2 separate regions of the Ovis aries genome follow, and region 1 is linked to region 2. Evidence: chromatin contacts called from public Hi-C data. All regions are on one chromosome and are shown on one strand. Each heading gives the region's core, a stretch centred on a gene start, on an enhancer-like site or on the middle of the called end of the contact. The rest is flanking DNA. Distances are from core to core; before and after follow the strand shown.

Region 1 (2,700 bases), core at 28-2,527, 190 kb before region 2:
CAAGAATCTTGTGCCCCGCATGCCCAGGGCCCTTACAAAGCAAGCACTCAGTACCTGCTGTGAATCGAGGGGTTAAGTGATCCGACGGGTCACTACGTTCACCTCAAGCTTTGGCTTAGTCTCCCTGCGTGCATTCTCAACAGGTACAAAAAATCGATTCTTGTTGGAGAGAGGTGAAAAAAACTTAGATATTACAAATCTAAAGTTCATCCCTACCCAACAAAATCTTCTTGCTTAATATTTAGCTGTATGAGGGGAGCGGTCAGGGCATGACACTCAAGGAAGAAAAGGGTCTAACAGGGCTCCGGAGGGAGGTGATAGTGAAAAACAGAGAAACGCTGGTTTAGTGCCCTGGGAAGTTGGACCTAGGAGGGAAATGGTGATGTGAGGATTGCATGATAAATGCCCAAAAGGAACCCAGGAATAATTGAACTCAAGAGGGGCTCAGAGCGGCCTTTGTCTTTCGCCTCCGTCGCCGCTGCTCTGCCTTGACAGCGGCACTCTCGCCGGTTGGGTACTCACTCTGGGGGAAGCGGGGCGGGTTATCGTTGACATCCGAGAGGGTGATGTTGACAGTCGTGGTGCCCGCCAGCCCTCCGAGCTGCCCTCCCATGTCCTTGGCTTGGATGATCACCTCGTAGTACTCCTTGGCCTCTCGATCCATGTTCGTGAGCGCGGTCCTAATCACACCTGCAGGAGAGAAACGGGCTTTGTTTTTAAAAGCAGAGCCACCTGTCCTGTTTTAAAGACTGGGCTCTAGGCTCCTCCCTGTGCCTTGTCAGGGATGCAAGGCACCTGTTTCATTACACTTGAGGTCAGAATGCCGTTTTAGCTCAGTCGTGTCCAACTTTCTGCGACCCCATGGTCTGTACCCGGCCAGTTTCCTGTGTCCGTGGGATTTCCCTGGCAAGAATACTGGAGTGGGCTGCCATTTCCCTGTCCAAGGGATATTCCCAACCCAGGGATCGAACCGGCCCCTCCTGCATTGCACACAGATTCTTTATCAGTGGAGCCATCAGGGAATCCCCAGCTTAAAAAAAAAAAAACAACGCTGTGCTTAATCAGAGGGTTAATGAGTAAAGATTGTTCCAGCCGGAAGGACTTCAGCTCAGTTCAGTTGCTCAGTCGTGTCCGACTCTTCACGACCCCATGGACCAGAGCATGCCAGGCCTCCCTGTCCACCAGCAACTCCTCGAGCTCGCTGAGACCCCTCTCCATGGAGTCGGGCCTGGCGGGCTGGTTCCTACCGCGCATTCCCGGGAAGGACCAGGAGGTGGCAGCAGAGGCCCTCTAGCAGACCTGGGACCTGTGGGTCTGCAGCGACTTCAGGGCTGCTCCGTCTCACCCAACAAACGGCTTCAGGTGGGAAAGCAAAGCCTCATCGTCTGCAAGTCTGCGAGTTTAGATTCTTCTCCTTCAGCTCTCTCTCCAGTCGCTGGAGCCCTACTAGTGTGAGGGTCTCTTTCCAGCAGCCTCATTCCCAGGCTGCTTTCTCCTGCCTCCCCAGGGCCTGGAAGCAGGGGTGGAATTCAGAGTTGCTCTTCCTTTTGTTGTCTGTTCAGTCTGTTTTATTAGGCTCTGCCTACCTCTGTGCTTCACTGCATTCTGTGACTCAAGACATAGGAGCTGCTCTGAGATGTTCATTGTTAACACCATGAGAGATGAACTTGCCCAGATGGTGTGTATCATCAGGGTATAATAATGAGCTTCCATTTAGGGAGAGGGGTCTAAGTCAGAATCCTGTGAAATGTGTCGTTTGGATCCTGCCAAGGATGTGTGGGCGTGTTTGATCTTCCTTGTAACGCTTCCACTTAGAAAAGTTGACTTCTGTGCTCTCTAGGCAAAGATTAAGGCTTGTTTACTGCACGTTTGGCCCTTGGCTCAGCAGACCTTTGCATGCCAGGGGAGAAATGGGGAACCACAAGCCTCACTCCTGTAATGTACATGTCGCGTCACAGCAGCAACAGTCTAAAGTGAAATGCGCAGTGTTTTCTTGTTATAAATGCCCCCGGGGCATGGCAGTAACTATCTTTTTATGTATTTTTCACCTTAACACTATAGATGCCCCTTGGGAGCTGTCAAAATAATGTAAGTTTCCTCTTAACGATGTAAAGGACATATTACCCTCTTCCTGTCTGTATTTTCCCTCCCTGTGGGCAGCCCCTCATGGTCCCTCCCTCCATTTGTAGAATGGTGAAAATTAGTATTTTATAGAAATCCCTAACTGGAACCTTTTTTTCTTTCCTCCTACTAATTTATACTCTCTACTTTTATGACATAATTTTCTGAATGCCTGGTTCCCCTGAGGACTTCTGGAAAAAATTCTATCAGGTTGCTAATAAAATGTGTTTTTTCTATTTCATGTAAAAAGATGACTTTGAGTTTTGGCCTTGACTTTGTCTCTGTGGCTGTAAGTTTCTTGACTCAAGTTTTTTTGTGAATTACTCTTAGGTCCGTATGTTAATTTTCCCGTATGTAAAATGAAGTAATAATGCTTCCATATATTTTACAAGTTTACAAGATTGTTGGGACTCTCGAATATGGTGAGATCTCTGAATGTATTTTAAAAGGGAGAGAGTCTGGCACAAGTGCAAGATAACAATATGGAATGATATTATATATTAATAGCAATAATATCTGAGTTGCTCTGCCCAATTCAAAACGGTTAAAGGGAATTCTTCATAGATAAACTATACATTC
Region 2 (2,700 bases), core at 72-2,571:
AAATTTGTTGTGATTTTACTTAGCATGTTTAGGACTAAAAATTCTCACCATTCTTTCCAGAAATAAAACAGTAGGAGCAATTGGGGCTTCTTTGGGGATGGAGATATTTTTGGAAAAGAAAAAGAGTATTTGGGGACAGGGAACCAAAACTCAGGGAAGATGGAGTTAGAATGGCATTCCAGGAATTTTCACCTAACAAAGAAGGACTGCAGTTGGTACACGACAGAACTGATGATGGCGCCAATGGTAGTAACATCTCAGTTCAGTTCAGTTCAGGTCAGTCGCTCAGTTGTGTCCGACTCTTTGCAGCTCCATGGACTGCAGCACGCCAAGCCTCCCTGTCCATCACCAACTCCCAGAGTTTACTCAAACTCATGTCCATTGAGTCAGTGATGCCATCCAACCATCTCATCCTCTGTCGTCCCCTTCTCCTCCCACCTTCAATCTTTCCCGGCATCAGGGTCTTTTCCAATGAGTCAGCTCTTCACATCAGGTGGCCAAAGTATTGGAGTTTCAGCCTCAACATCAGTCCTTCCGATGAATATTCAGGACTGATTTTCGTTAGGATGGACTGGTTGGATCTCCTTGCAGTCCAAGGGGCTCTCAAGAGTCTTCTCCAACACCACAGTTCAGAAGCATCAACTCTTGGATTCTCAGCTTTCTTTATGGTCCAACTTTCACATCCATACATGACCACTGGAAAAACCATAGCCTTGACTAGATGGTCCTTTGTCGGCAAAGTACTGTCTCTGCTTTTCCATATGCTGTCTAGGTTGGTCATAGCTTTTCTTCCAAGGAGCAAGCGTCTTTTAATTTCATGGCTGCATCACCATCTGCAGTGACTTTGGAGCCCAAGAAAATAAAGTCTCTCACTGTTTCTATTGTTTCTCCATCTAATAATATCTCGATGTGGCGTTTTTCTCTTGTTTACTATGGGACTGAGACGGTGCCTAACATTTGTATACATATTTAACTTGCATCATCACAGTTTAAGGTAGCTACTATTCCTATCCCCACAGACAAGGACAGTGAGGTTTACCAAGCTTAACTGGTTTTACCAGAGCCCAAAGACAAATGGATTATGGGCACAGTTTAAGAAATTATTCCAGTAAATATGCTGTTAGCAGAAGTCTTTCAGGTGTGGAGAACAAGGACCCAGTGGTGATTCTTTATGTGGAAGGCTTAGAGTCTGTGTGAGGAAGAAGGGCGAGTCTGCGGCCGTTTGGGAGGACCGTCTGGGAGGACCGTCTGGAATGAGACCTTAAAGGGCTAAAGCTCCTGCCCCCTGCGCTTCCCGATGCAGCTGCGCCACCTAGAGGTGGAAGGCGAGACAGGATGAGGGGCCGCAGAAAAGACGGGAAACTAACAAGGCGTTGACGGGGAGGGAAGCCAGACATGCGAAGGGCAGCGAGGACTACAGAGAGGGGCCGGAAGAGCTGTCCAGGGCAGTGCCGGTAGGAGAGTTCCTGCTGAACAAAACAGCTGAGAATCCACTGCTCTAGAAGCCATGGGTCTGCAGAGGGGGAAAGGAGAGGCGAGACCTGTGGCTGTCACCAGCAGGGAGACCCAAGGCAGGGACGGTGATTAATCGGCAGAGCGTGGGCCCCAATCCCTGAGGTAAGCATCAAGGAGAGAAACCGGAGGAGCGAGGAGGAAGCTGGGAACTAAGAAAAGTCACCCGTGCCTTCGTGGCTTCTGAAAGAGAAATAACTCAGCAAGGTGGGAAGTCCGGGAAGCTGTCTGCTGGAGGAGAGCCGGGTGAGGTGTGGAATGGGGCAGGGTCTTGCAGAGTAAGAAACCAGACGCGTGGTTTGAAAACACTTGTCAAGAGGATTACGTGTCTGGCCAGGAATGGGCTGGAATTTGGAATTACATTTGGAAATACAGTTAAAAAGCCAATGATTGCCCTCTCCTGTCCCCTTTACTGCTCTCTCTGTGGTATGCTAATGGGCAGAGTTCAGCTCCATTTTCAACATTTCACTTCCTTTTATTTGGGGAACTCTTTGATCACTCCTTATCAATGGATACCTCTTGGGCCAGCCTCCCTAGAGGTACATGTTTCATTGGATTCAGCTGATTCTTGGCTCATCTAGCTCCGCAGTACATGTGACAGGTCTCTCCATCATCTGTCTAGCTCAAATATCTAGTACAGTGTTTACTAGACAGAGACAGTAAATAAATGTTTTTTGGAAAAAAGTTTCCTAACCTCTGAATGAATAATGCATTGTCCTTCAAAAGATAAAAGTCAAGTTAATTAGAAGAATCAGGAAAATTTAATTAATATCTATGGTGGAGGAATAAGCTCACTTCAGAATACGTAAAAGCTGAAACTCTGTTTAAAAAATCATGGAAGGGTGGGAATGTCTTCATTCAGCAAGAGAGAGAATGTTTGCAAGATAGGGGATGAGATTAAAGGCTTTCAAAGAAGAAATTTATTTGTATAGGAAAACAATGAGGAAATTAGAGCATGAATAACAGAAATCAAAGAGCAATAAAGGAAGATTTATATATAGGATGAAGCTGATACAGAAAAGAAGTAGAGCAATGGCAACTCCATCTGATTTGCAAGCAGAGAAGGGGTGCTCGACTGGAGAGGAAAACAAATAGATTAAATGGGGCTGAAAGAGTTAGTAATGTGAACAATGGAGTGCTTTTAAGAACTGTTTTTAGAGCAGGAAGAGCTACACTTTGAGATGAAAA

The links. Hi-C and Micro-C count contacts between places; a contact is called where the count stands out from the background.
Region 1: a Hi-C map of hypothalamus shows a contact between it and region 2, with 5 times the contacts expected there. The contact joins two enhancer-like sites. A contact is called at or near these places in 3 of 16 Hi-C or Micro-C datasets (hypothalamus, muscle and tail adipose tissue).

Annotation. Positions count from the first base shown.
Region 1 is chr23:60,375,843-60,378,542 of ARS-UI_Ramb_v3.0, reverse strand. CDH20 (cadherin 20) reads right to left here. Exons shown (of 12, transcript XM_027960778.3): 5 at 523-690. Among named protein-coding and RNA genes, the nearest start is that of TRNAC-ACA, 140 kb to the right of the region's middle. Within about 2 kb of position 1,277, at least 7 of the 54 cell types and tissues checked have an H3K27ac peak or open chromatin away from gene starts, as enhancers often do. A contact at or near this core is called in hypothalamus, where this site is marked.
Region 2 is chr23:60,185,547-60,188,246 of ARS-UI_Ramb_v3.0, reverse strand. No RefSeq gene overlaps it. Among named protein-coding and RNA genes, the nearest start is that of CDH20, 13 kb to the left of the region's middle. Within about 2 kb of position 1,321, at least 2 of the 54 cell types and tissues checked have an H3K27ac peak or open chromatin away from gene starts, as enhancers often do. A contact at or near this core is called in hypothalamus, where this site is marked.